7 separate regions of the Mus musculus genome follow, and regions 1, 2, 3, 4, 5 and 6 are each linked to region 7. Evidence: chromatin contacts called from public Hi-C, HiChIP or PLAC-seq and promoter capture Hi-C data. All regions are on one chromosome and are shown on one strand. Each heading gives the region's core, a stretch centred on a gene start, on an enhancer-like site or on the middle of the called end of the contact. The rest is flanking DNA. Distances are from core to core; before and after follow the strand shown. Region 1 holds the start of Cdc42se1 (CDC42 small effector 1). Region 2 holds the start of Arnt (aryl hydrocarbon receptor nuclear translocator). Region 3 holds the start of Pias3 (protein inhibitor of activated STAT 3). Region 4 holds the start of Setdb1 (SET domain, bifurcated 1). Region 5 holds the start of Pip5k1a (phosphatidylinositol-4-phosphate 5-kinase, type 1 alpha). Region 6 holds the start of Ankrd35 (ankyrin repeat domain 35). Region 7 holds the start of Vps45 (vacuolar protein sorting 45).

Region 1 (4,147 bases), core at 351-2,850, 830 kb before region 7:
ACTGTGGGTTCAAAGCCCCCCAAAACCAAACCAAGACCATGAACGAATATAAAACAAAAACAATTTAAAAGAAAATGTGTGAGATATTAAAAGGCTGAAAATCTCTAGCTATACCATTGACCTATCGACATGTACAGAGAGACTCAAATTTGTCCCAGAAAACAGACATAAAGGCATATGTGGCATTAAAATAAAAAAGACCGGCTGCTCTTCAGCTATCGTCCCCTTTCTTTCCCTAAATGCTCTTCACCCATCATTTTATCTATTTTTGCTTATCCTAAGGGCTCTGGATGGTGAAAATTGACATATTTGCTCAGTAAATGCCACCCAGTTATTTTATGCAGAGTAACTTCTAAATTTTCATTGTCTATTCTTAGAGATAAAATGATTAGTAGATACACACATTTAAAAGATACACTTTCTTTAAACTACCTGGACACACCCAAATACCCTTTGTCCAGATCCCCCCAAGAGCATTCAAGGCCTAATCCACAGGGCCTTGCTGTGTCATGCTGCCACCATGCAGTCTAAGGAGGGATGGTGGTGGATGAAAATGGAGGCTTCCTGGTATTTCTCATGTTGCTCTAGGATTTTCCTATTAGCCACAATCCTCCCCTTTTTCTAGGAGGAGCTGCAAAGACAAATCTGCTGTCATAAGTAGTTCCTGTGAGCTACACTGATTGCAGCATGCCATCGGGCAATCCCACAATGGCTCCCACCTGTCCCACCTAAAGCCTCTTTGGAGCAAAAATCTGAGATAGGGAGGAGATTGTTAAAGGTTCCAATCACTCTCAATAGCATCTCATGTTTAAAAAAAAAAAAAAGTACCCTACTCCCCAAACCTCCCTACAAGAGACAGAAAATCGAGGGGGATAGAAATACAAGGGAGTAGAGGCTACAATAATTACAGTAGGAATAAAGATTCACCAAATAACTGGTAGCAGAAATTATAGCTTGAAAAGGAAGATATAGATAACTAGACACTAGACAGAAGCCATTAGATGCACAGGGCAAAAATTATAGGAAAATGAATACATGAAATGAAGAGCTAAATGCCGAGAGATGATTACAGGTAAAGTGCTAGAAATGAATGCCTAGGTCCATGGTAAGGCATGGATGGAGATCTTAACAGATAAAAAATCTGGTAACGAATAGTAACCCATTGTTCATAGCGCCCCCTTCTCTCCTCTTAAACTGCCCCCCACCTCGGTCTCACACGGGGTCTTTCAAGCTTAAGAAGCGGTCCCTCGTCTTGGTTACCTGTTAGCAATGAATGACTAGGGTGTTCCGAAGACGGAAGGGATGCCTCAGGGGCTCGGGGGTCGGCTCTGGACTGGAGAGGAGGAGGCTGCTGAAGGAAGCTGTCGCGGATGTGACGGCTTTGTCTCCTCACGCCTTCTCCCTCGTCTGTGACAGAATCTGCCGCTGGGTCTCCCCTGCAATGCAGCCCCTCCTAGCAAGGGCGGAAGCACTCCCCGCCCCCTCTCTGCCTGACTCGGCTAATTCGAGGGATAGGTTCCGGAACACGCTATCCACCGTAGAGCCTCTCCGTCGGCTCGCACCGCACCCCCACCTCTCCAAGTACCCTCGTGCTGACTGGAGCGCATGGCTGAGCAGTTAATTGTCCTCTAACTTAGATGTATGGGTTAAAAAGTCTTCCGGTTAAACAACAGAATGGCCCTCCTTTCCCACTGTAAGGACTAAAGGGGACTTTGGGAGACTCAGAAAGGGCCCCAGCGCATCGTCCTCTCAGCGCCTGCAGCAGGTGGACAGACTAGCACAGACAGTTGGGGTGCCGCGGTTGTCCCCGAGCGCGGTGCTTGCCGCTGTCCCCGCGGGCCACGCCGTGCGCCCCGAAGCTGGGCGGAGCGCTGCGCTCCGCTCTCAGCCCCTGGGTTTCGTAATCGCGTCGCCGGCGTTTCCGCCCTCCGCCAGCCCCACCTCTGCCGGCCCGCCCTCAACTCCCCGCCGTGCCGAGAAGCAGCCAGGGGACCCGGAGTGGCGGAGCCCCCGCCCGCAGTGGGGACGCCGGGGAGCCGCAGGTAAGAGCGCCGGGCGAGCCGGGCTGCGCGCGGGCGGCGGGGAGGGGAGGGCAGGGCAGCGGGGAGGTCGCGATCACAGTACACGCGCGGGCGGCGCAAGCCACGGAGAGGCAGGGAAGCGGCGACTGCAGCGTGGGGCCGGGTGGAAGGTGCGAAGCGACAGGGGCTCCTCGCCGGCCCTCTAACCTGAGAGATCTGCTGTGCTAGAGAATCCGAAGTGGTGCTGGGCCCCGGAAGGTCTAAGCCAGAGTGAAGCAGCCACGGAGAACATTGACAGAGCCAGTACAATTCATCGAAGTTCCCATCCTGGGTCGCAGTGGGTGGGGGACGGAGCTGGAGTCTGACGGAGAATATTGGGGGAGGGGAAGAAATTAGGATCTCCTTCTGTTAACTTTTAAGTATCCCCAGCCCTTCCCTGGGGTTAGGGCAGGGTTGGTGCTCGGACAAATATCTGTAACTTGTTTGAAAATGGGGCCCATTCCTCTCTTGGGAGTCCCTCAGCAGCCCGCTATGTTTGGAGGGTCTCCACACAGGGACCAGCTGCATCCCCGGGCTTATAGCCAGAATTTGCCCACACGATTCTCAAGTCTCTTTCTCTCCAGCTGCTTCTTGCTTCTTGTGAAGGCTTGTCAGACAGCGGGTTGGAGAGGGAGGCCTTGGGGCCGGAGGCAGCGGGACCGGGAGAACCGGTTTGGGGCTACCACAGGCTCGGGGAACTACCTGTGTACATCCTTCCTCCCCACCTCTCTCCTGCTCGCCCCTCTACAGCTCTGAAGTGTGTAAGGCCCACCGGGACGATGACGGTGGTTTAGGGTTTGTCATTTCAAGTTCTGGGTTTCTGGTGGAAGTGAGAGGGGCCCTCCTGTCAAGGATGTGGCTTTCTGCGCTTTTGTCCCTGATCCCTCCTGGCTTCCTTTTTACTGTGGGGATGAAGTAGTGGGCCATGGATTCAGCATCCCACCCTCCCCAGCTAGCCAGCTCAGGCTTTATTTGTTCCCAGCCCATTCGTTGGCTGCTTTGAAGAGGAGTGACAGCCAAAGCTTAGTACTTCCTTTTCTGGCTTTGTTCCTCCTCCCCCCCCCCCCACCCCACCCCACCCCACCCCCAACTCCCGCACTACCACAGTGACCCTGGCTGGTCTTCACACTCTGACACGGGCCTCCAAGTTTCAGAGACCCTAATGTCCTAAGGGAATGGAATTTCCTGGTCACTTCTCATCATCATTGGTGGTTTCACGCCAAGTCCCACACACACTTTCCCTCCACCCAGCTTGGTCAGGTCCCTGGAAGAGAAACAGAACTGTCCTTGTTCCCTCCTCGGCCCCCTTTCCTCTCCCTCCTCCTTCCCGCTTCCAGCATCGGCCACCCCTGACCACGCCGCCGGCTCGGCTCGCTTGGGGCAGGGTGGAGGACGTTGGTAGAGCCCTGCCTCAGTCTGGACTATCTGGTAGTGTTAGGGGTTTCCTCTGATTCTTTATTGTTTTCTCCATTTCCCCCAAGCCTTACCACCTGCCACCATCTTGATGAGCCTTGTGACTGACTTTCCCACTGACCAAGCCTCCCCTCTCAGGGCAGCTGTGCTCTGGACTTCAGTCTCATTACTCCTCCCTTCCAGGGGTGGGAAAGGAAGTGAAAGAGAGTCCAGACTCTTGGGTTCTTTCCTACCCTAGAAGCCTTATTCCACTGTTTGAGTGATCTCATCTCAAGGCTGCTACAAAACAACAAAGAAAAATGTCCAAAAAACAAATTGAACTCGGTTTTTTGTTGGTTTTTTTTTTTTTTTTTGGTCTGTCTAGGCTACTGGAAGGCTAGGCTTCCAGCCTCAAGCCTGGAGGGAAAGGTCCATTCTTATTCATGCTAATGTTTAATATTCATGAGCTGTGCTACCTCCCAGAGCTGGTCTGTACTATAGGAGAGGGAAGTGCAGTTCACACAAGGAAACTCAGCTGGGCCGTAACCCCTGGCAGCAGTGAAAGGGGAGAAAGTTCTTCCTTGGACACAAGTGCTACTGGAAAGTTCCTGTGTCTGGTTCACTGGTGGAGCTTCGAGGTGGTGGGGAGCAGAGTGGGAGACACAGGTCAGAGCATGAGGGGAAGATGAAGGGAG
Region 2 (3,742 bases), core at 443-2,942, 620 kb before region 7:
AATTTGCAGGAGTCCTCTCCTTGTGTAAGTTCAGAGCATTGGATCTTGGGATGTTAGGTGTAGCTGTGTAGTGGAGTCGTCTTTATGGCTAATTAAAAAAATTTTTTTTGGTGAATCAGACTGACAACAAGCCAAAGAGTAGTGCCATATGCTTATAGTTCTAACATTGGAAGGAGAGGGTGAATTCAAGACCATTTTCATCCTCATAGTGAATTTGGGGTCAGTCTAGGCTACATGAGACCTTGTTTCAAAGAACAAAATTACCCTCCTCCCCCCAGTCCACATATACATGGTGATGAATATAATAGACTTTGGGTGTTAGTTTCATTCACTTTGCTTCTCACTACTGGATTAATTTGCAAGGTGGCCTTTGTTTCATGTCTTTGGTTTTTGTTTGTTTTTGAGATAGTGTCTTTCTATATATAGCTCCTGCTGTCTTAGAACTCACTATGTAGACCAGGCTGGCATTGAACTCAGAGAAATTGGCCAGTCTCTGCCTCCTGAGTACTAGGATTAAAGGCATGCATCACTATGCCTGGATCTGTTTGTAGTTCTTTTTTTTTTTTAAATATATATTTTTAAGATTTATTTATTTATTTTATGTATATGAGTACACTGTAGCTGTACAGATGGCTGTGAGCCTTCATGTGGTTATTGGGTATTGACTTTAGGACCTCTGCTTGCTCCAATCAACCTCGCCCACTCCAGTTGGTCGGCTCACTCAGTTCCTGCTTTCTCTGGCCCAAAGATTTATTTATTATTCTAAATAAGTACACTGTAATTGTCTTCAAACACACCAGACGAGGGCGTTAGATCTCATTAGGGGTGGTTGTGGGCCACCATGTGGTTGCTGGGATTTGAACGCAGGACCTCTGAAAGAGCAGTCAGTGCTCTTACCCGCTGAGCCATCTCTCCAGCCCCTGCTTGTAGTTCTTGATTTGTAAAATTATAGAATTTATCTCACAGTGTTTTGAGTCGACATTGTCTGTTCTGAATTGCTCAGTTCTTATAATTAGACATTACGTCTGTGTGTTTACTACCTTGTCATTTTAAAAAAACTTGTGACATAGGACACCTCACTTTTGGAGGGCAGAGAAAGGGACTAGTTTCATTTTGTAGTACAGACTGGTCTTTGCATTCTGAGTTCTGGAATACTTGTTTAATAAAAATTCTTTGTTCGTTGTCTCCATTTCAAATGTTGGCATCTTTGGTACCACGTAATCACCCAGCTTTTTCCTACCAGCTTCAGAGCCAACTCTTAAGAATTAGTTATCGGACTTTTACTAGTGACAAAAGTTCATAAAGAAAAAACAACCTAGAATGGATTAGTGATCCCTGTGTTAGAACCTATAAAGAGGGTTTGCATAACAAATCGTCTGTAGGAAGCATATGCTGATGAGCCCACTAAGAAAGAAAACATTTTAGTAAAATGCTCGTTTTCTTTGCATTTCACTGACGTCAATTTGGTTATGAATCTCTGACGCCGAGAAGGCCGGATTAGGGAAACAGCTGGTTGGCTTCCTAGCTCAGGCTTCCTAGCACTCCTCGGGTCACCGGACTCACTGGCCGAGTCACTAGCCCGGCCTCTATGGCGACTTACTGTTTCTATTGGCCAGTTCTCCCAGGGAGGCTGTCTGGAGACTGACCGCGCCCATAGTTTGGGGCGTGTCTTCTGCCCAGGATGGGGAGGGGGGTGGGCGTCCGCCATCTTGGATTCCGCGGTAGCGGTGGCGGCGGTAAGGTGCCTAATCTGCGGAGTGGCTCTTCCCTCCCCTCCCCCAGCTCGGTGGCGGCTGCCCCTCCCACCGAGGGTGGCGCAGGGACGGTGCCATCTCGACCATGGCGGCGACTACAGCTAACCCAGGTGAGGCGGCAGAAAGGACTGACAAGTGCGGAGAGCCAGAGCAGAGCAGCAGGGCCGTGGCGTTCGGGTGTTGGGGGAGGGGTGTCGAGGAGGCGCCCTGCCCGGAGGACCTGGGGAACGGGTGACGGGTGTTTGGGGGCTCCGTGCCCCAACTTCTGGAGTAGTGGTGGCGCTTGGCCAGCGTCTCCACTCTGCCTGCGGTGTTAGGGAGTGTTGTGGTCTTTTAACCCTCTGCCAGCTGATGTTCCCCTGATGCCTAGTAAGTAACTGGGCAAACTGACTTGGTGTAACTGCGAGCGTAAACTGGGCTATAGACGGGGCCACGTTGACGTTTTGCAAAGTCTTGCTTGATTCTACACTTGGTTTACATTTAAATGGAAAACTTAGTTCTTTGAGAATCTGCTCAGATTCTTGTAACTCCTATACTTTGAAATTTAGGGTTTTAGCGTAGTTATTAGTGTCTTGCTGCTGAAGGCAGAGGTTTGGGTAATGGTAATAGTTCAGGACAGGTCTTTAGTCCAGAACCCAGGTTTAAATCTTGTTAGGTCGAGGTGGAGCAACTCCTGTTCTTTCAGAAAAATGTCCCGCGCCATTTGTCTGTGGACGTCCTCTTGCTTGTTTGTCTGTCTGTCTCTGTCTCTCGTTCATCTTATTTTGAGTCTTGTCTCATTCCAGCCCCCGGTTGACTTTGGATCACTGCAGTCTCCCTCTCAGTCCTTTCTACTGTATTCAGTTACATCTTAGGAAGTATTTCATTTTAGTTGGGCTAATTTACCTTGTTATTTTCCAACAAAGTAAATCCATCATTTCCCAGAAGTCTGTATCATCGAAGAGTTTGGAGGGAGGGTTGTGTAATATTGGTCTCTGCTATTTCACATTGAACTTTTAAATTTTATCTTGTTAATGTACTATATTACAGTAACAGGGTACACACACGTATGTATATACATACACACAATAGCTGAAACACTGGGAAATGTATTGTTTTCCCATTATTTTTGGAAACAGCCTTTTTTTTTAAGAGAGAGAGAGAGAGAGAGAGAGAGAGAGTCCTAGAACTTATATGTAGCCCAGGTTGGCTTCAAATTCATGTGTCAATATCAACTTTAAAAAAAATATTTTTAAGCTTTAGAAATTATGTATATGATAATGTCTACTTGTGAGTGCAGGAATGGGAGGAGTCCAGAATAGGGTGTTGGATCCCCTGCAGCAAGAGTTTCAGGCAGTTGAAAGCCCCGTGATGTGGATGCTAGGAACTGACATTAGGTCCTAGAAGAGTAACACATACTCACAACTACTGAACCTTCCTTTCAGCCCCTGAATATCAGTTTTTTAAATCCTAAATTATTATTTTTTTTACATGAAGATGAAGTAAATTGTCAGGAAACTATTGGAATATTTGATGAATTATAGAATAAAACTATACAACTGAAAAATGTTAGAGAAAATCAGACCTTGTAGCAAAATAGCCCATGTCTGATTAGAGTAAACAAGATTTCAAACTGATCCCATGTTGCAAAATCCTTATATAACTCTTCAGACTGCAAAGTGTCTCTCTTGTTAAGGCCGTAGAGACACGTTAGTAAGTCAGAAGCTTTTCTAGCTGCCCTGTTCTGATTTTAAACCAATTACTAAAACAACACTTTCTTGACCAAATAGTCATTTCCTTATCAATATTAGCTTAAGTCTGTAAGCAGGAAATAGTAATTTTTTTCTATTTTTTTTTCTGAGTGGGGAATTTTGAGAGGCTGGCCTGCAGTGTTCTGTGAAGATCAGGCTGGCCTTGAACTTGCAGTGGTCTTCTTGCTTCTATCTTCAAGTGCTGGAATCACTCGCATGTGCCATCCTATATAAACTATCAAAACTTTTTAAAAAGTA
Region 3 (3,736 bases), core at 743-3,242, 640 kb after region 7:
AGCTCAGCTGGCTGTGCCAACATCCCAGTGCACAAAGTCTGAGGTTCTATCCCCAGAACAGACAAGTACCAGGGCCTGATTAGCATGCGGGGAGCTGCAGATGAGATTTAGGGCCAAGTACTTAAGCCTAAATTTAGCTTGAGGGGCCCATCATTTCAAACAGCAAGCAACAACTCCCTTCCCCAATCCCCAGTGTTAGGAGAGGGTGGTTATTTCCCTAGGAACAAAACCAGGAAGTAGTCAAGTATAATTAACAGGCACTAGAAATATTGTTAGCACTTTATGGCCTGCAGCTTAGGTTGGGGCTCATGGAAAGGATTACACTGAAGGCTTAAACTAAATGAGATTATTCCTAGTATTTACTAGAGCTTTTTATTATTTTGCATGTTTGTTGTACAACTTGCCTCTGATGCCAGACTGAGCTTTCGAATGGTTTTAAGCCCTCAGCACCTAGCAATCCCTGATTGCCACTTTAATATTTACCTCCCCCCTTTACAAATATTTACTGGACAAATGACATTATCCCTGAGGCCCCAAACAACTATAAAATGTGGAGTTTTTACGATAACTAGTATAAGGAACAGTGCCTTAAAGTAGCTATCTTTATAGATATAGAAATGAACTACTCAGCCAGGCAGTGGTGGCTCATGCCTTTAATCCCAGCACTCGGGAGGCAGAGATAGGTGGATTTCTGAGTTCGAGACCAGCCTGGTCTACAGAGTGAGTTCCAGGACAGCCAGGGCTACACAGAGAAACCCTGTCTCGAAAAACAAACAAACAAACAAACAAACAAAGAAATGAACTACTCAAATCGTCAGGTTAAGTGACCAACTTGGTTGAAACAGGGCCCTTTGGAGGGTCCAAAGCTTTGGAGGAGGAAGTAGGCACTTTAAAGAGGGGCAGAAGTGTGTCTTCTGTACCTGTATCTCCTTGTGTTCACCAACTGTGGGATCCCTAGTTACTGAAAGCATATTTGGAGGTTGGGAGATAGAGGGTTATCTGTAGGGATTGGGCTGCTTATTTTCCATTTGTAGCCCAGGTTTTCCCCCAGATAGATGGAGATCTCATCCTATAACCTTTCTAAACAACCAGAGTCCCAATGCACATAGTCCCAGTCCAGCCCAGTCCAGGCTCTACACTCCCTCCCGCAAGGGATCAAAGGACTACTCAAACTTTGAATGCCCAGAATCTCTTCTCTCCTCAGCGCTCAGAGGAGTTAATAACTCCCGCCCGGCTCCTGGGCTCCGCCCCTCTCCCCTCTCCGAGGTCCTGGCGGGCTTACCCTGGAGGGGGCGGCCCCAGCAGCAACGCTTGGCCGGGCGGAGCTCAGGCCCGGGCGGTGCTGCGGCTGCAGCGTCCAGCTGCCCGACTGAACTCCAGCCGTGCAGCAGACTGCCGGAGCTGCGCGAGCCCTTTCTGCACCGGGGCTCACCCCCGCAACTCTGCGGGTAAGTCCTGCTTTCCGCACCCAACTTTGTTGCCTGTCAAGCCTTGAGTCGTATGGCGCTAGCAGGACCTAAGCTTGTAATTGCTGTGTTCGGGGGAGGTGAAGAATTCGGAACAGCCGTCTCCAACAGTTCGCAAGTCCCCAACTTCCCCCAAAAAGGACAGGAGAGCATCACTTTCAGAGTTGGCGGGACTCTGGGATTTCGCTAACTAAACTTGCGGCGGAGATCTCCGGGGGACAGGGGCTCCAACTTCGCCGCCCCTCCCCCATCCCTCGGAGCTCCGGCAGTTCCGGATACTTTCCCTCCATCTTTCAAGTATCCTTGGCTGCCTAAAAGCCCATCCCTTCGGGTCCGCCTTCTCGTCGTTACCCGCAGGGCCCCGAGATCCCCGGGCTGCACACTCCCTGCGGGGCCACCGTGTCTCCCGCCGCCGGGAGACTTGCCCCGGCCATCCGGCTGCAGGAGAAGGGGCGAGGCCGGCGGCGGTCCGGAGCCCGGCGGGCGGGGCCGGGAAGGGGAGGTGTAGGGGGCCGGACGGGGCGGAGCAGGCGGCCTTTGCGGCCGGCGCTGGGGCGGAGAGTTTGCGCCGGTCCCTGGGCCTGAGCTCCGGCTCGGGCTGGGGCGCCTGCGATGTCTCAAGATGGCGGAGCTGGGCGAGTTAAAGGTACCGGCCCCCTCCCCCAGCCCCAGCAGGACTCGCTCGGCTGCCCGCTGAGGCGGGGAGGCGACCAGGCTGGGCGCAGCGGGATGGGGTGGGTGCGGGCGACGTGGCAGGGACTGGCTACAGGGATGCGCGGGCAGCGGCCGCGAAAAGGGGCTGCGGTGGCGCCCCGGGGGCGGGGCCGCAGGGCAGATGCAGGGGTGGGGCGGAGGGGGGAATTGTCGCCCCGGAGGGCCGAGGCACAAGGGGCGGGGACGCGGGGCCGTAGCCGCTTTTAGTAGTAGGTAGTTGCAGGGTACAGGCGGGCGAGGGAAAGCTCCTCTAGAGGCGTAGGGGTGAGTCCATCAGGCCAAGAGGTGTGACAGTGAGGGGGAGCCGTAGGGATGGGACCCGAGGACCAGATGTTATCAAGCTCCCGGGGACCTGAAGCTTAGGCTTGGGGCTGCTGTGGGCATCCGAGCCTTGGGCAGTACCGATAGGGGGGCTGAGACGTAAGGGGGCGGGGCTGTACAGGAGCGTACCTTAAGAGATGAGGCAGGAGCATCCTGGAGGCTTAGAGTAAGGAACTGTCCTAATGAGGTCCTGTGGTTGGAGAGGTAGAGAAGTGTGAACCACTGGATAGAAAAAAAGTTATTGAGCCAGTGGAGAAATAAAAACAAGTAGGAGGAGCCAAGGATGGAAAGGTAGAGAGAAGGACAAGGTTTTCATCACATTCCTGAAAAGGAGACCAGGAGGAAAAGAACTTGGGAGAGCTAATGGTCCACCCGTGACTAGGTCTTCTAGACATTCACAGAAGGGAGCCCTAGAAGGAGAGAGATCTTGCCCCACCACAACACAGTCTCCAAGGAACCACACCAGAAGATATCCTACAGAACCTTAGACCTTCATTCCCCCATCTTCTGGCTTCGCCCCATCCTTGTCCCGAGTAAGCCTGAGTTCTAGCCATTGGGCCATCCACGTTTAAGAGCTGACTTCTGTGCTTTGGTTCACAGACCCCATTCTCATTCTCTTGGGGTCTCTGTTGAGAAGTTTGCCTTGGTTCCCACCCTGGTGGCTATCTATGAATATACCATGTATGAGAGAAAGAAGGAAGATGGTAGTTCTGGACTGTTTGGTTTCAGACCCCAGGACAAGGGGGCTGAGGTGCATATTTTACATCTCAAAGCAGCCCTGGCCTCCAGGTTCTCCCAGCATCCCTCAGTCCCTACCTGGCATTCTAAGGCCTCAACCCTAAACTTTCCAGCCCAGGGGCTGGGCTGCCCTTCCCCCAAGGTTCTTCCCTATATAATCCAGACATTTTGTGCGTTCCCCCCCCCTTTCCTCCACCCTATGGCGATTCCCTTAGGACAGCTTCCTAATAAACTTAACTTTTTTTTTGTTTTTGTTTTTTTTTGTTTTTTTGTTTTTTTCGAGACAGGGTTTCTCTGTGTAGCCTTGGCTGTCCTGGAACTCACTTTGTAGACCAGGCTAGCCTGGAACCCAGAAATCCGCCTACCTCTGCCTTCCGAGTGCTGGGATTAAAGGCGTGCGCCACCACGCCCGGCAAATTTACCTTTAATCTAATCTAATTTGGCTTGAATTGGCTCATTTCACTGGCAGAGAAATTAGCGATCACTGACAGATGGAG
Region 4 (4,149 bases), core at 818-3,317, 700 kb before region 7:
AGGAAATTATGTATATTTAAATATAGACTGTTTGCTCTACATGTTCCAAAGTACCTATTTAGAATGCTTTTCCACAGAATGTTTGTTTCCATGTAATTCTTCTATGAAACAATTTTCTAGACTTCAATTTTCCACCTGCTGTTACAAAAGTCCTAATATCTGATATTTATTATCTATGTGGCTTTGGGAACTAAGAAGACAGCTTTAAATATCAACTTCATTTTGCTGGGTGCTGTGAAACATCCCTTTAATCTCACCACTGGAGAAACAAAGGCAGATGGGTCTCTATGAGTCCAGCTCAATATGGTTTATATGGTGAGTTCTAGGGCAGCCAATTCTACGTAAAGAGACTTTGTATCAAAAATGGATGAACGAATGAAACCCCAATCAACTCAACAAGCATAAGCTAGGATCATTTCATTGCAGCTCTTAGGAGGCAAAAGTCGGCAGATCTCTGCAAGTTGCAGGCCAGCAAGATTTAGGTATTGGGATTCTGTCTCAGAAAAACAGAAAAGACAGCAACTCTACAATCTTCACTTTCTGGGGATCTTAGGAAGGAAGTTCAGTCCAGGAGGAAGAGAAGGGAATTCAAGCCTTTAACCTAACTACTGCTGATCACATAGCAGCTACCCACAGGGAAAAAGTGTTCTGTTGCAACTCTGCATTACAAACTCAGAGGAAGAGTAAGGCCCCACCTGACTGAAGTCGCCAAAGTATAAAGTGCTTAGGACAATGACAACAACAGTCACTCCAAGGAGGACACAGATGGACATTTACTTCTGCTTCCTGGAATCCCTACCTGGATGCATCATCAAACAGCCGATCAACATAAGCCACTTCAGACTCTTTCTGTAGTACCCACGTCTCCAGCTCTGCGAGCTGCTTCTTGCGCTGCTGTATGCAGTCCATCTTTTCCAGTTCCTCATCAATGTACTGACGAAGTTCCTCCATAGAGATACCCAGCTCTTCAACCACCGCCTGCTGCAGCTCAGCAATCTCTGCAGAGTCAGCTGCAGCTGGCGCTGCAGCCAAACTCATGCACCCAGGGAGGGAGGACATGCTTTGGCCCTGTGCAGGATGAACAAGAAGCGAAAACAACTCTAACCGAGGCTCACACCATTTCTGTCTCATAATCAAAAGCCTGCAAACTCTGTTCTCTCCCCTCCTCCTCCACAAGGCGATCTGGAGATTTCCCGGGGAGCCTCATCTTCTCACACAGACCCAAGCTCTGGGTAACAACTAAGAGCGGGGAGACCCTGGAGAACTCCAACACGCACCAGGGAGCTAGCTAAAACAAGGTTTCAGGAAACCGAAGAGTGCTTATCGACCAAGGAAGATACTTCTGGGAGCTACTTGTTCCTTAATTGGCTCTGTCACTACACCGAGTCTAACCGAGGCACCGGCGGCTGGAGACAGGTGAGCCGCAATGAACTAATTCCACCCGGGTTGTTTAGTCCTCCTTTTCCTCGCGGCTCTTTGCTTTCCCGTGGCAAGGTGGCTTTTAAAACCTCCTAGGGCCATGCAAGAGGGCAGCTGCACAAGGGATGGGCTTCCCGGCTGCACCAGGCCCTGGGAGTCTGCGACCAGCAAAGAAGAAAAGGGACGAAGAGAGGAAAAGTCGGACATCCCTACGTGATCAGAGCAAAAGCTTGAAGCCATGGCGACCACCCAGCAGCCACACTCGGAATAACGCGCACAGGCGCTTGGCCGCCCGGGCCACGCAGAACCGCAGCAGCCTCCAGCCTGCCGCCCTCCTGCTTTCCCGCGCCTCATCGACGCACCGCCTCACCCACGCACCGCCTCGCGCCCACCCGCAGCCGCCGCCTCAGGCCCGCCCGCCCCCGGCTCGCTCCTCTCCCGCCAAGTTCCCACACACAGCCCCAGCCTCGCACCAGCCAAGCCTCCCAGGTCCACCTCGGCCTCAGCGCACCTCAGTCCGTCCTCCCCACAACTCTGGCGCCCGACCGCAAGGGCCGCGTCTCACAACCCCGACCCCAGGTTTTACTCCAGGGCTCCGCCTTGCCAAACCCAGGCAAACTGAAGGAGAGACGGCGGGGGAGGGGAAACAGCGTGAGGAGGCAGGAGGGGGCGGGGAGCAAACCGACGGTCCGGAAGCAATAGGGAGCGTCCTTCCGGCCTCTCCGACGGTAGCCCGAAGGGACCAAATTTATTGCATAGCGCTGCGGTACAGGGGTTATGGGAATTTAAGGAGAGTATGCATGTGTGAAGTAGGGCATTTCCAGATAAGGGGCTAGTTGGACAAAGCAGGTATTTTCCGGAGTCATTTATGGAAGCTCTTCCCCTACAGGTGGCCAATATAGTTGATTATTGTTTTAATTTGAAGATTTTTTTTAGTAATAAAATTAATTTTTTAGCAAAATTAATGAGTGTTCATATAGGAAATAAGAAAAATACAAATAAACAACAACAAAAAACTCATCATTTTATCACTGAGATTGTGTAGTTTTCATCTTTCACAAGATTAAGGTTTTTTGTTTTTTGAGGTTTTTTTTTGTTTTTGTTTTGTTTTGTTTTTGTTTTGTTTTGTTTTTTTGTTTTTTTTTTTTGTTTTTTTTGTTTTTTTTTTTTGAGACAGGGTTTCTCTGTATAGCCCTGGCTGTCCTGGAACTCTCTCTGTAGCCCAGGCTGACCTCGAACTCAGAAATCTGCCTGCCTCTGCCTCCTAAGTGCTGGGATTAAAGGTGTGCACCACCACTGCCCAGCTCTCATTTCTTTCTTTGCTTCTTTCTGCCTACTCATCTTTGAATGCCATTACTTTCACAGCAGATCTGGCCAATCTCCCAGCACTGCTCACACCCCTCTAGCCTAAGAACAGCCTTACAAATAAACTGCCAAACTCAAGTACACTGTCTTCTTCCACTGTCCTCCCATAACCCTGCCTGCAAGGGTAAAGGAAGCTGAAACACAGAAATAAAGAGCAGACTCAAGAAGTGTTTTGTTGTGGTAGTTTTAACATGGGGTCGTGCTTTGTAATCTTGGATGGTCTGGCACTTGCTATGTAGACTGTGCAAAGATCTACCGGCCTCTGTTTTCTACCTGTTGGGATTAACCTGTGAGCCACCATGTCCTGCAAGGTATCTATATAAAATATATTTTTCTGTACACCTGTGTGTCTGTGTATGCATATGTGCCCATAAGTGCAAGTTGGCCTCAAAAGCCCGAAGAGAATACTGGATTCTATGGAACTGCAGTTACAGACAGTTGCCATCCAACATAGGCACTAAAATTCAAACTCAAAATAATCTGGAAAACAATAAGTGTTCTTAAATACGAAATCATTTTCCAGCCCTTGTGTGTGTTTGTGTGTGTCTTTAAGGAATCCAAAACATTTGGGCAGCCATGGCCCTCGTGTTCTTGGCAACAGAGCCCAAAAAACCGGTCCCGGAGTTTACTTACACAGCAGAGGACTTAGCCCTCATTTTCAAAGATTCCAGTCATCAGTTCAACAAAAATAAGAGACTGTGGTACACCTCTGGGGGAGAGAAAATCCTGCCACAAAGACAAGCAGAGGCTATGATCAAACAGATGCACCAGTGGACTCACCTAGGGGTAAACAAGCTTATCCAGACATTCTCCAAGACTAAGTACCATGTACCAGGGTTAAAACACCTTGTGGAGCAGGTGGTGCACAAGTGTGTGCCCTGCAAAAGTCAATGTCTACTGCACTATGGTGCATCCAGGGAAGAGGTACCCGGGAGACAGACCTGGCACCTACATGGAGGTAGACTTTACTGAGGTATGACCTGGAAAATATGTATATAAATACCTTCTGGCTTTTGTGGATACGTTCTCAAGATGGGTAGAAGCTTTTCCCTGTAAAAATGAGACTGATCAGATGGTCATTAAGGTTATTGAAGCCGGGCAATGGTGGTGCATGCCTTTAATTCCCACACTCGGGAAGCAGAGGCAGGCAGATTTCTGAGTACGAGGCCAGCCTGGTTTACAGAGTGAGTTCCAGCACAGCCAGGGCTACACAGAGAAATCCTGTATCGAACCCCCCACCCGAAGAAGGAAAAGGAGAAGAAGAAGAAGAAGAAGAAGAAGAAGAAGAAGAAGAAGAAGAAGAAGAAGAAGAAGAAGAAGAAGAAGAAGAAAATTTTCCAAGGTTCAGAGTGCCAAAAGGCCAAA
Region 5 (3,760 bases), core at 549-3,048, 950 kb before region 7:
AAACCCACCTCATACCCAGCAGCTTCTCAGGCAACAGTTACTGAGGAACACCCAACATTCCTCTGGAGCAGCTTCTGATTCACCCCCATACACATTTCCCCTCCCACAGACAATCTGCTGTGGCTTTTCTTTGCGGGCCTTTCCAGCCCTCAATCCCTACTAATCTCTAACTACTCTGACCTCTCCATATTGCCCAGTTCCTTACGATTTCTTCATACATCATCCTAGGCATTCCTCCAGTCCCTATCCTATTATGCAACATCCTCCCATAGCTCTCAAGTCGCACACACCCCTCCCCATCTTTATGAAGCCTAACCACAGGCCTAACCCCGACTCTTCTACAAGTCAAGGCTTCATTTCATTTACCCTCCTTCTTTTAGGGTGTTTTGACCTTGACCTCCCTCCTCATCCTTTAGATGTTTCCAATGTTTCCCTCTGTGCTGACTATAGTAAGCTCCCATGATCCCAGCACTAAGGCCAGTCAGGAAGGCATAAGAAGTGCCTGTATCAAAATACAAAACAACACAACTCCTCATTCCTTTCCACAGTTGTACAACCTAAAGATAGGAATCCCCTAAAGAGTTAATGTGAGAAAGTAAGCATGTGGCTGGCTGCTGCTGACAAGAGATGAGAGGAGGAATGACGCACTGGGAGGGGGGCGGGCGGGGGGTGGGGGAGGGAGTCTGAGCGGAAAGCCACTCCAGGAACTTACTCCCAATAAAATCCACAATTCCCATGACTCTCCATTACTTTTAAGTTCCATAATCCCCTCAACATTTTGATCTATTAATTTCACAATCACTTTGGTATCTACCTTACACCTTTATCTACCAATACTCCGTTTACGTTATTTTGTCTTATTAAGCCCAGATCCTGATGCATGCTAGACGAGATCTCCACTACTAAGCTGTATCCTCAGTCTCCACTGATTCGTTTCTCCACTCCTGTTGTCGTTTCTCTCTTAACCCCCAACCTTCAGTCTCCATCCTTCCTCCTCAAAGTTCTCAACGCAGTCGCCTCTGAGACACTGTGTGAGTTTTCGTCAGCTTCCCTTTTTCTCAGCGACATCCATCCTTTCCCCCAGACTCCTCTAGTAATAGAATTGTCTACTTCAAAGTCCGGTCCTGTCCTCCCTTAGGGGCAACCCCTCGGACATCCTCAACCACAGGTCCCCTCCCAGGACTCGGTCTTGTTCCCATCTCACAGTCCTCCTCAGTCGGCTGCCCGCGTCCCACCCGACTCACCTGCGGTACCAGCAGGGGCCCCGGCATCAAGGGATGAAAACCCGGCCGCCGCTGGCCCTGAGGAGGCGGACGCCATCTTGGCAGCCCCCTCCCCCTCAGCGGCTTCGCTCCCTTTCAATCCGGCTTTTCCTTTTCTCGGAATCGAATCTTCCCCACGTCTCTTCACAGAACCCGCGTTCGGCGGGCTTCTCACAGGCGTTGTTCAGGCTCCAGGACAAGCTCAGGACCGCACCACTTGCCCGGCATGGGGGAGAGCTGCAGTCTCGCACCTTCCTAGCAACTTGAACTGCTCTCCGCCAAAGCTACCTTCTCTTACCAGACAGGAACACTTGAGCCGGGCCCCGGGAGTCCCGCGTCTCGGATAGAACAAACCTAAAGGAAAACCTAGGCACCTGAGGTGCCCCCAAAAGCGAATGCCCCCCCTCCCTCACCTCCCCAGCCACTGCCTGTTTATCCCCAACTCCACCGCTCGGCTCAGGGTGGGCGGCCAAGGAAACCCCGGTATTGCGCATGCGCCACAGCTTCTCGGCGTTCGTCTATCTAGCCGGAGAAAAGAGAAGCCAATCAGAGGGGACTTCGGATCACGTGACAGATGATGCCACACCCCAAGGAATCCACCGACCGTAGACCGTGAGTCTACGGTGGCTCAGTAGGCCAATATAGGTTCGTATCTTTGATCGGGTTGCTAAGAACTCTTGTTAAGAATCAGCTGGACCGAGATGGACTGAGCTCCTCAAATGACAGTCCTGGAAAGAATTCGGAACGCAGCTCTGTGTCAAGTCCGAAATGTTAAGCTCTTGTGCACTACAAAACATCACAACCATCAAGAATTCTTCCAGCCTTTACTGTTTAAGGTGTCGGCTTGTGGGATCTTCCTTCTAAAGACATAAAAATAGATGTTTTGTTTACTTCAAACAGTGCTAGACACAGCGACAGAGTTCATTAAATGTAAATATTTGATAAATAAGGCAATGAGGATTTGTCAACAATATAAGAAGAAAAGTAAGAAAAATACATAAAAACAAAGTTTAAAAGACCTGATAAAAAAAAGACTACAGACTATCAAATAACCTCCCCCTATCCAAAGTCCTCCTTAGCATTCAGTTGCTAATTATCTATACTCCAAAGGGCATAGAAATACAGAGGGATTCTACTCTAGCCTAGTTGTCATATGAACTCTGCCCAGTTTTTTTTTTTTTTTTTTAAAGATTTATTTATTGATTATATGTAAGTACACTGTAGCTGTCTTCAGACACTCCAGAAGAGGGCATCAGATTTCATTAGGGATGGTTGTGAGCCACCATGTGGTTGCTGGGATTTGAACTCTGGATCTTCGGAAGAGCAGTCGGGTGCTCTTACCCACTGAGCCATCTCACCAGCCCTCTGCCCAGTTTTTACAAAGAACCCTAGCAGCTGTGAATATTATGGGAAGCCTAGGGAAGGCCTTTTTGAACAAGCGCTTCTGAAAAGCAAAGACTGTGTGCTAAAGTTCTATGTCCACCTCCTGTCACATTTTTGTACAAGGTAATCACTCAATAATTATTTGTGAAATGAATAAATAAAAGGCATGGGAAAAAACCTCCAGCTTATTGGTTCTAAAGTGGCCTGGACACCTATCCAGATGTTCCTCCAAAGGGAACCCAGGGCCAGAGTATCCATCAAATATCTCCCATTCCTTAACCTCAGATTTCTTCCTCTGCCTTCAAGACCTAAAATATTTGTTTCCTTACTGCCATCTGCTGGATTCTTTGTGCTCCCTTGGGTACTAAAGATTGACAAACTTCATTTGATAGAATTAGCATCACTAATTCAACAGCATTTTGACTCGGTAGCACTGAAGTATTGTATGTTGTACTGTACCTGAAACCTTCGCCCTGCTGTTACTGGTGTCAGACAGTGCTATTCACTCACAGGTGAAGTTGTGTCTCACAGATACTTAGTAAATACTGTTGAATAAATTGTCTATATTTCCAGAAAAGGCATTCAGTCACCTGGGAACTGTTAAGACCACTCATCAGATAAAGGCACCAAACTATGCCTAGGTCCATGAGATGGGATAAGAGAATTGATCCATTCAAGTTTTCCTCTGCCCTCCTCTTGCACAAGTTAACAAACACTTGAGTTAAGTGTAAACTCAGTTGATTCTATTTCCTAAGGTGCTCTAAAAATCAATTGAGGTAGAGATTAAAGCTATTTCAGACTCTGAAATTGTAAGTAGGCAAAAAGGACCTAAATGCATAAGGCAGTTAAAAACAGAATTATCTCCCTATAGTTTGTATTTCAGTTCTGAAAGAAAAATTAAAAAAAAAAAACATCTTAAGCTTCCTAGGGGCCTTTGTCTCTACATCGCCCAGGAAATGGCCACTGTCACAGCCCCACCTTGTGTTATCCGCTTATGTGTGTAACTCCCTCATAAGATGATACTTTTTAGAGCAAAGATGATGGCTTTTCATTTTTACAGTTCAAGAATGTAGACTATTGCCAGGCGGTGGTGGTGCATGTCTTTAATCCCAGCA
Region 6 (4,348 bases), core at 1,194-3,693, 610 kb after region 7:
TTTTTGTTTTGTTTTTTTTGTTTTGTTTTGTTTTTTCTAGACAGGGTTTCTCTGTGTAGCCCTGGCTGCCCTGGAACTCACTCCGTAGACTTCGAACTCAGAAATCTGCCTGCCTCTGCCTCCCAAGTGCTAGGATTAAGGACGTGCGCCACCACTACCCCGCCACCCCCTTCCTCTTTATCCATATGATTAAAAGAACACTTTGGAGCTGGCAAATAGCAGGTAAAGGTGCTTGCCACAATCCTGACAGACTGAGTCTGATCCATAGAACACAGGTGACCCCCCAGGGTATGTATGACGGAAGGAGTGAACCTCTTCCCTGTGTGTTGTCCTCTGGTCTTCACAACTGTGCCATGGCAACAACCCCCACAAACACATACACGCAGACATAAAGAAATGTAATAAATTTTTTGAAAGAAAACTTTTCCCCCTATTTCTGTCATTTCTTAACCGTTGGCTAAGATCAAGTGTATTATCTAAGTCCTCCAACAAGGACATATCTGCCTCCTCAATGTCCTAAGCTCAGGAGCAGGGCTCTTCCCGACTTTCTCGGTCTATTCTTCAGAATAGAAGTTCATTAGTCTTTTGAAGCAAAACCAGTGTAGAAGCAACTATAGAAACAATGGTTTCTTCTCCACACTAGACACTTCCTTTCTTGTTGCTTTTTGCTCACTCATGCATTTATACATTCACACATTTACTTACCAGACATTAAAGACCTACTATGAGCCAAGCTAGGGGACTAATTAAAAAAAAAAAAAAACCAAAAACACAACCACTGCCATCAGAGAGTCCCCACCTGATTGGAAAAACAAAGATGTAAACGGACAACAGGAAGGTGGGGGCCATCTAGGTGATGGTAAGAATGACCAGTAAGGCACACACCAAAATGCACACTGATAGGCAGGTTGTCAGAGTTTTAAGGGAAATTTTACAACAATGAAAAACACTTTACATGGATTAAGAAAGTACAAGGGGGGGGGGCTGGTGAGATGGCTCAGTGGGTAAGAGCACCCGACTGCTCTTCCAAAGGTCCGGAGTTCAAATCCCAGCAACCACATGGTAATGAGATCTGACTCCCTCTTCTGGAGTGTCTGAAGACAGCTACAGTGTACTTACATATAAATAAATCTTAAAAAAAAAAAAGTTGCAAAGGGCATTATGAATGAATGGTCTGCTACAACAGTTTAAACTTGGAAGTTTGCCAGAAAATACTGAGAGTGAAGGCAGGCTTCTGGTTTTGGTTTTTGAGACAGGATCTCTCTGTTATGTACCTCTGGCTGTCCTGGAACTTGCTATGTAGACCCACCACACAAGACTGGCCTCAATTTACAGAAATCTACCTGCCTCTGATTCCGGAGTGCTGAGATTAAAGGCGGATGCGTCACCACACCTTCTTCAGGCTTCTGTTTCAGAAGAACCTTGAAAACCATGTTAAGAACTTTGGGCCTAAGCCGGGCGGTGGTGGCACATGCCTGTAATAATAGCACTTGGGAGGCAGAGGCAGGCAGGTTTCTGAGTTCGAGGCCAGCCTGGTCTACAAAGTGAGTTCCAGGACAGCCACGGCTACACAGAGAAACCCTGTCTCGACCAAACAAAAAAAAAAAAAAAAGAAAGAAAGAAAAAAGAAAAGAACTTTGGGCCTATAGCATCTTGGGGGGGCGGGGGTGGGGGTGGGGTCTGCTGCTAAGCCTCACTACTTTAGTTCAAGCACCGGATTCACAAGGTGAATGGAGAAAGCCAACGCCGGTTGTCTTCTGACCTCCACAAGGGTGCCCACCCTTAGCGCATACTCATGCCTCAGTAAATGAATTAATGTAAAACACTTCTAAAAAGAATTTTGGGCTTTATTCCATAGGGTTCCATGAGTATTTGGGTGGGCTTGCTTGGTTTACAGGGAGGAGAAAGGAGAGATGGGAAGGCCAGACCAGTTGGCTGCAACTAATACTTGTCAAACAAGAATTACTAAGAAGTGAGTCTAAAGGATAAGGAAGGTCGGACTTTTTGTTTGTTTGTTTGTTTCTTGGAGTGGGGAAGCAGACAGTAAAAACTCTCCCCTTGCTGCTTTCTAAGATCTGCGTTAGTGATCGGCTTGATCCTTTGAGTTTTGTCCAACCTCTGGTTGCAGTGGGTCACAAATCACCCATTGGTGATCAAGTCTGCTTAGTGCATCACGTTTCCAAACTCTATAGAAGATCTTGGGGCGTTGGGAGGGAGGGGATGAAGCACACACAGGTCATGGCTATGACTAAGAGTCATTAACTGGTAAAAGAGGTTGGTGACATCGAAGCTTGTGGAGGTCCTTGAGAGGGGGCGGGGGCGGAACTGGGGGTGGAGCTCCAAGCAGAAAGACGGGGGACTTAGGGCCTGGAAGTCGCTGGTGCGGAGGCTGCGAGCATCCCTCTTGGATTCGGTAGGTAACTACAGGGGGCGGGCTTCGGCTGAAGGGCGGAACTTGAGAGCCAGCCAGGGTGGCCGCAAAAGACTGCGGGCTTTTTGCCTCTGCAGGGACGGGGTTAGGCAGGGCCAGAGGCGGGGTTTTAAGCCCAGCCTTCAGTTGAACGTCTACGATTGAGCGGGGTGGGATCTGGGGCGGGGCTTGGGGCGGGACCCAGTCTGCTTTTTGACAGCTGTCTTTCGGCACAGCCGTAGCCGAGTTGGGTTAGGAACTTGTGGCCCGGCTCTCTGCGCGTCCCCGTCCCCCCGTGGCCCTAGCCCCGGCCATGAAGCGCATCTTCTCCTGCTCCAGTTCACAAGTGGCGGTAGGTGCCAAATGTGTGGGAGAAGGGCTGTGGCTGGGATTCAAGCCCTGTGTTGACAGAAGTCCTGAGTCCCATCTCCATGGATGATCGCATTAACCCTGCCTGCATCAGTCTTTCCTGCGATGTTAGCAGTTCTGATAATGCGGTCGCCAGCCCTGGTAACTGAACTTATGGGTGTTATTAAAACCCTGTCCCTTAATCTTTTCCTTCCCAAGGTGCTTCCCCTTGGCTCCTTTTCCCAACATATTTGGCTTCCAGCTTCTGGTATGCTTTCTAAAGTTCTGTTCTCTTCCAATGACCCTGGTCTCTACTTCAGCTGCGGCTCCCAGTACCAACCCACCTCCAGACATCTGCCCGCCCCCACCCCAGCCTTTAAATCCGTTCCTACTTCTATCCCTAATTCCTGCCCTATAGCTTCACTTCCATCCTTGCCTTCTCACAACGTTCTCTCTCACATAGCTCCATTTTTACTCTTTGCTTTCTGCCCCTAACAGTATTTTCTGCCCCCAAAGTATTCTCACCCCAGTGCCTTCTTCCAACCCTTCTTCACAGCCTCCTTTACCAAACTTGCCTCTTCCACTCCATGACACTGCCTCTTCCACTCTCTCAAGCACCAATCCAAATCTCTTTCCAAGCGTCTGTCCAACATGGGGCCTCTGTTTTCTTAATTTCCAGTGACCTTTTCCTCAATATTACTTCCTCTACCTTTTGCCTGGACCTCCTGCCTGCTTACAGTGGCTTAACCTTGCAACCTAGCTAGCCAGACAAACGCTGTCAGAGGACAGACAAGTCTCCTGGCTGATCCCCAAGAGCCTGGGTGAGTTGCCTGCAGAATTTACCCTGGCCAGTTCTCTGTACTGTCTAGTCTTCAGACTGGTTCTTGGGACCAATCAAGTTCTGTCTGGTTCTCCCCCCATCCCACCCCACCCCCAATTATTCCTTTGTCTTGTTTAGCATTTGTGTTCATTTTCTTTGATTGAGTTAGGGGAATGAGATGGTGAAGGAGAAGACAGAGTGGATCACAATGAGAGAGTTCCTGACAAGGGTTACTCTCTTCTCCGTTCTCTCCCCTCTAGAGCAAAACAAAGATTTTGGAAGATGGTGGTTCAGGGAGGATACAGTTGTCCTTCTCTAAAGAGTTCTTCCGGAGTGGCCCTCTGTGGAGGGAATGGCGTCTTCTGAGGAGGTTGGGGGTATGAGTCCCTTGGTACTAATATTGCTTAGTTGACGCGTCATTCATTCATAAGCAGATGTGAGAAATGTTTGGTTATCTCACTGTGCCTGGCAGGCCACAGAAACCTGGCAGAAACCTGTGAAGCAAGAGTAAGAACTGTCTAGGCCTGTCTCTGTCCCATTTACATTTGCTTCTGCATGGAGTTTCTACACACTGACCAAACAGTAAGGGCCTTTACTCTTACAGATAACAGAAACTGCGGCTACCTGGGTTCTTAACACACTGGCTTAGCTCTCAGTGATTTTCTAATCCATGGTCACTTTCCCCTAATTATGGAAAGTTCCCAGAATTGTTCTCCCTTTCAGATTTATGGAGTCTGTTTCTCTTTAGGAGGGGGACTATTTCATTCTTT
Region 7 (4,101 bases), core at 1,515-4,014:
ACGTGGCACAGTAAAACATGAGACTGTAAGTGGATTGAAGGCTAGTGTAGCGGTGAAGAGGGGCAAAAAGGCTCAAAAAATGATAGGAACTGGACCACGATGTACTCTGCAGTCAACAAGGAAGGGATCTGTTTTTACCATGGAAGTGAGCAGTCATTCGGTGATTTTGTGACAAAATCTGGTTTGCATCTGGCAAAGTGCCCAATACACACGCATGATGAAGGCACACTGGAGTTGACAAACATGAAGGTGGGACAAGAGGAAATAAAGCCAGACATGGTAGCAGACACTTACAACACTAGCACTCCGTGTCAGAGGCAGGATTGCCACAAACTTATGGACAGCTTGATTTTTAGCATGAGTCCCAGGTCAGCTAGGCCTGTTTCAAACCAAAAAGATAGAATACTAAAAAAATAAGAAATAGAAAAGGTTTTTGTTGTTTGTTCGTTTGTTTAAAACAAACAAGGGTGTCAGAGAGAGGAGATGGCTCAGTGGGTAAACCTGATGGGACTCAAAAGGGAGGCAAGAACCAGCTCCTGCAAGGTGCTCTCCATCCTCCACACGGCGCAGCCTTTGGCACACCCCACCCCCACCTCAGCTACACAGTTTTCGTGTAAAGAGGGCACTGAAGCCAGATTTGCAAGTTGATGTACAAAAGCTAAAAAATGGCATATGAATTTTTAGAGGAAGTAAACAGATAAAGGACAGGAATAAATATGTAGAGGAATGATAACAAAAGGCCCAGTTGGCTATAATACAGGACGAGAATTGGAACACAGGAATGTTAAATATGTAAAGAAAGACCAAACTGGCCAAAAGAGGGCCTTTTCATGCTAGACCACTGGGATTAACGGAAGGAGTCAGACTGAGCCACTATAGCAATCACGGAGTGACCGCTCACTGACTTTTATGATAAAGACAGATTTGTTCCTGAGGACAGGTGGAACTAAAATGAGAAAGGCTCACGACAGTAAGAGCTGTAGGAAAGAGATGTGACGGTGGTGTTCAGCACGAGGTACCAGGTCAAGCCAGCACTAAAGTGACTTAGGTTCCCAGAGTTAGTGGCTTTGGGAATAGCTATTATTCTAAAAGATCTCTAGAAGGAAAACCTGGCTGTGAGGGGGTGAACTGAGGCATGGAAAGGAGAGAAGAAAGGTCACAACTCTGACAAAACAGGATAATTATGATGCCACAAATGATGGTAACACAAATTTATTTTGCCTTCTTAACGCTTTCGGATCAGTACTCTGCATTTGCCCACAGAGACGGCAGCTCAGTGTGTGTAGTACCTTTGTGGGTCGAAGGAAACAAATTGCTTTTAGGTGTTTCATGATCTCTCGATTTTGAGAATCAATTCGTTCGAAGAGGTATACTTCCTTCTGAAGAATCTCTGACTGTGTGTAGACCATACTCACTATACCAGTCTGTAAAGCAAAAGAACGAACTAAGATTATACTAGTCCGGACTAGTAAAAACATGCATCAATAGTTAAGCCTTTTGCCACTAATATTTGAGTAGGTAATTTAAATTCTAATATACAGAATAATATTTACCTAATATCCAAAACAGGCTGTAATGTGTTAGAATGAAAACCTACCACTCTCTCTGAACATGAACAACTCAGAAACTTCTAAAGAGGATCTTCACCATTCCTTTACAATTCCTTTTTTAAAGTTGTGGTCAACAAATAGCCTGTTATTTCAGCTGAACCCCAACAATTTACTTTTAAAAACAACGTTGAGTAAAGTCTTCCCTGTGTCGCCAGTAACAATTTCTTTGCAGACACTCTTTCAGGTGTAAGAAGTCTCTTGGCACCAGTTAGAGCTGGTTAGACTGCACACCCACTGGGAAAGCATTCTACAACTTTCCCAGTGCCAGACAGACTTGATCATCGTCATCAGTGAAATGCTAAGTTCTACAGCGGAACGGGGCCAGCAATTCTAAAGGAAGGGAGAGCTTCCTTTATAAATACTGAGCAAAAGCAAACTCACCGTTTCTTTATCCATGAGAAGTACCTTCATGCCCGGCCCGCTGTCCTCTATCATTTTGGAAATATACTGCTTCACAGCAAAGACCACATTCATGGTGGCGAATTGACAGGTGCCCCACAGCCCTTCCCACCCACTTTCCTGGCTGAATTAACCTCAGGCCTGTTGGGTCTCAGCTGCTTCCGGTCGCCAAAGCCTCGGCTTCCGGGAGTCCGGGTAGCTCCGATACTGGGAATTGTAGTTCCTCCGTGGAGTCCGGGACTCAGACTCAGCAGCTAAGCGACGGTGCCATTCCCGACGCTTCTCGGTAGGGAGTGGAAGGCAGCCTGTTTCCCCGAACCCGCGCTGTGCTGGCTTCTGGTCCTGAGTAGGGAAGCGCTTGGCGCACCGCGGGATACAGCTCTCTCGGACACTGTTTGCTGAGCATCTTTTCTGAAGCCCTCGCACGTCATCGTAGCACTGGGCAGGCTGGGGCAGCGGGGTCCCAGGTCTGTACTGCATAGCAAGTTCTCTGATAGCCCAGGCTAGGTTACAGAGGCAGCCCCGGTTTTCTAAAGTATCCAAACAAAGTAGCATCAAGAGACGGCATTTTGTATTTGGTAGGTCATAGAATGAGACTCAACTGGGTTTCCTAAAGAGAGAAGGGGAGCTGAAATTCATCACGTTTGTTGAATGAAGAAACAATGGGAACGCTATTTAGAGATGTTGTAGACCTTAGAGACCCCAGGAAGGCGCGGAGCTTCCACCCGCCCCCTACTCAGGACCGCTGGGACTGCGAGCTCGCGGCGCCCAAAGTACTGAATTTGGTTGGCTTTCAGGGACGCCGGGTTTCCAGGGCCCCTGCAATGGGCGGGGACAGTTAATTCATTGGGGCCGGAACAAAACCAACTTGAGAATTTAAAGGTAAACACATTTTTAATCTAAGAAGCAAGAACAATTAGCAATCAACTGGATCTTAAAGCTTCAGTTTCCAAAAAATTCAACAGATGACACACTATTATCACACTTCGGATCAAGGTGTTTTGTTCCTCACCTTCTTACAATAGAGAACTGTACAACCAGGAAGACAAATAACTGCAACAAATCATTGGCTATTAGTGCTTCAAATATTTACACCAAAATAATGACGTGTGTGAGATGTGAAACTGCAAAGGATCACCAGAGGTGAGAAGGAGATTTTAAGAGAGGGAGACCCGGATAGACATAGTATTGGAATACAAGGGAATGAATACAAGGAGCACAAAACAGACAGACTATTTAGTAGAGGAAGGGGACCAGGGAGCTTTAGGAACCGCGGGGTTAGGGGTAGAGGGGCTGGAGGCAGGAAAAAAAGGAAACACATTAGAATGAGATATTATTGTCATGTGTATAAATGCCATTATGAGACTCATTGAGAATGCTAATTTAAAAAATTAATTTAAAATCAACACAGCACCACTAAATACTAGTTTTTTCAACATACTGTAAGAAATATGCGGTTAAATAGAATAGAAGAACTTAATCGGGTTATGCAAATTATGCGAAGTTTCCAAATCCCTTGAGGAAGACTAGAAGTCACTTGAAATACAGGTATTTGTCACTTCTAAAATTGTGAAAATGTGTTCTTTTCAGTTTTCCAGTCAATAAATAAACCAGTAAATAAAACTTCCCATTGGGCACAGTACAGGTTTTGAGACTTTCTTTCTTCTTCCTTTTTGTTTGAATAAGGCTTTGCAATGTAACACGGGCTGACTTTGAACGCGTGACCCCTCAGTGTCTGCAGTGCTGGAGTTACTGGTGTGCATATGTTTTGACAGAAGCCTTAAAGCTTTATATTAAACGAGTCAGTGGGATATTAACTACACACAAATGAGATCTAATGTTATATACAATCCTGTTTTATCAGCAAAAAAGTTCATATATTATAGAAAACTGACTCATCAAAGAAAATAAAATTTACCCACAAATCTAGCAAGTTACTGGTATCTGAAAAATCACCATCACCCATGTTGCTTGGATTCTATTTCCTTACCTGGACTGTAATATAGTATGTCATATTTTTTCAACTTTCTGTATCTTAAAAAGAACAAGCCAGCAGTGGTGTCACACACCTTTAATCCCAGCACTCAGGAGG

The links. Promoter capture Hi-C pulls out the DNA fragments that hold promoters and counts their contacts. Hi-C and Micro-C count contacts between places; a contact is called where the count stands out from the background. HiChIP or PLAC-seq counts read pairs in DNA pulled down with a chosen protein or histone mark.
Region 1: a contact with region 7 is called in a promoter capture Hi-C map of pre-B cells, with 4 times the contacts expected there. The contact joins the promoter of Cdc42se1 here to the promoter of Vps45 in region 7. A contact is called at or near these places in 1 of 39 promoter capture datasets (pre-B cells), 2 of 115 datasets of contacts at active chromatin or transcription factors (fibro-adipogenic progenitors and trophoblast stem cells) and 1 of 9 other capture datasets (adipose tissue).
Region 2: a contact with region 7 is called in a promoter capture Hi-C map of liver, with 4 times the contacts expected there. The contact joins the promoter of Arnt here to the promoter of Vps45 in region 7. A contact is called at or near these places in 3 of 39 promoter capture datasets (liver and pre-B cells) and 1 of 115 datasets of contacts at active chromatin or transcription factors (fetal liver).
Region 3: a promoter capture Hi-C map of pre-B cells shows a contact between it and region 7, with 2.8 times the contacts expected there. The contact joins the promoter of Pias3 here to the promoter of Vps45 in region 7. A contact is called at or near these places in 3 of 39 promoter capture datasets (hippocampal neurons, liver and pre-B cells) and 1 of 9 other capture datasets (adipose tissue).
Region 4: a Hi-C map of pro-B cells shows a contact between it and region 7, with 3 times the contacts expected there. The contact joins the promoter of Setdb1 here to the promoter of Vps45 in region 7. A contact is called at or near these places in 1 of 39 promoter capture datasets (liver) and 1 of 484 Hi-C or Micro-C datasets (pro-B cells).
Region 5: an H3K4me3 HiChIP or PLAC-seq map of bone marrow-derived macrophages shows a contact between it and region 7, with 4 times the contacts expected there. The contact joins the promoter of Pip5k1a here to the promoter of Vps45 in region 7. A contact is called at or near these places in 1 of 39 promoter capture datasets (pre-B cells) and 3 of 115 datasets of contacts at active chromatin or transcription factors (astrocytes, bone marrow-derived macrophages and pancreatic cancer cells).
Region 6: a contact with region 7 is called in a promoter capture Hi-C map of pre-B cells, with 5 times the contacts expected there. The contact joins the promoter of Ankrd35 here to the promoter of Vps45 in region 7. A contact is called at or near these places in 4 of 39 promoter capture datasets (hippocampal neurons, liver and pre-B cells), 1 of 115 datasets of contacts at active chromatin or transcription factors (pancreatic cancer cells) and 1 of 9 other capture datasets (pancreatic islet).

Annotation. Positions count from the first base shown.
Region 1 is chr3:95,226,824-95,230,970 of GRCm38.p6, forward strand. It overlaps Cdc42se1 (CDC42 small effector 1), which reads left to right and starts at 1,601. Exons shown (of 5, transcript NM_172395.3): 1 at 1,601-2,042. It overlaps Mllt11 (myeloid/lymphoid or mixed-lineage leukemia; translocated to, 11), which reads right to left and starts at 1,854. Exons shown (of 2, transcript NM_019914.4): 1 at 1,261-1,854.
Region 2 is chr3:95,432,698-95,436,439 of GRCm38.p6, forward strand. Arnt (aryl hydrocarbon receptor nuclear translocator) reads left to right here and starts at 1,693. Exons shown (of 22, transcript NM_001037737.2): 1 at 1,693-1,864. The coding sequence starts at 1,840.
Region 3 is chr3:96,695,084-96,698,819 of GRCm38.p6, forward strand. It overlaps Pias3 (protein inhibitor of activated STAT 3), which reads left to right and starts at 1,993. Exons shown (of 14, transcript NM_001165949.1): 1 at 1,993-2,112. The coding sequence starts at 2,089.
Region 4 is chr3:95,355,135-95,359,283 of GRCm38.p6, forward strand. Setdb1 (SET domain, bifurcated 1) reads right to left here and starts at 2,068. Exons shown (of 22, transcript NM_018877.3): 1 at 1,931-2,068; 2 at 800-1,068. The coding sequence starts at 1,059.
Region 5 is chr3:95,105,132-95,108,891 of GRCm38.p6, forward strand. Pip5k1a (phosphatidylinositol-4-phosphate 5-kinase, type 1 alpha) reads right to left here and starts at 1,799. Exons shown (of 15, transcript NM_008847.3): 1 at 1,245-1,799. The coding sequence starts at 1,320.
Region 6 is chr3:96,667,688-96,672,035 of GRCm38.p6, forward strand. It overlaps Ankrd35 (ankyrin repeat domain 35), which reads left to right and starts at 2,444. Exons shown (of 14, transcript NM_001356538.1): 1 at 2,444-2,762. The coding sequence starts at 2,724.
Region 7 is chr3:96,055,691-96,059,791 of GRCm38.p6, forward strand. It overlaps Vps45 (vacuolar protein sorting 45), which reads right to left and starts at 2,765. Exons shown (of 15, transcript NM_013841.3): 1 at 1,992-2,765; 2 at 1,290-1,424. The coding sequence starts at 2,084.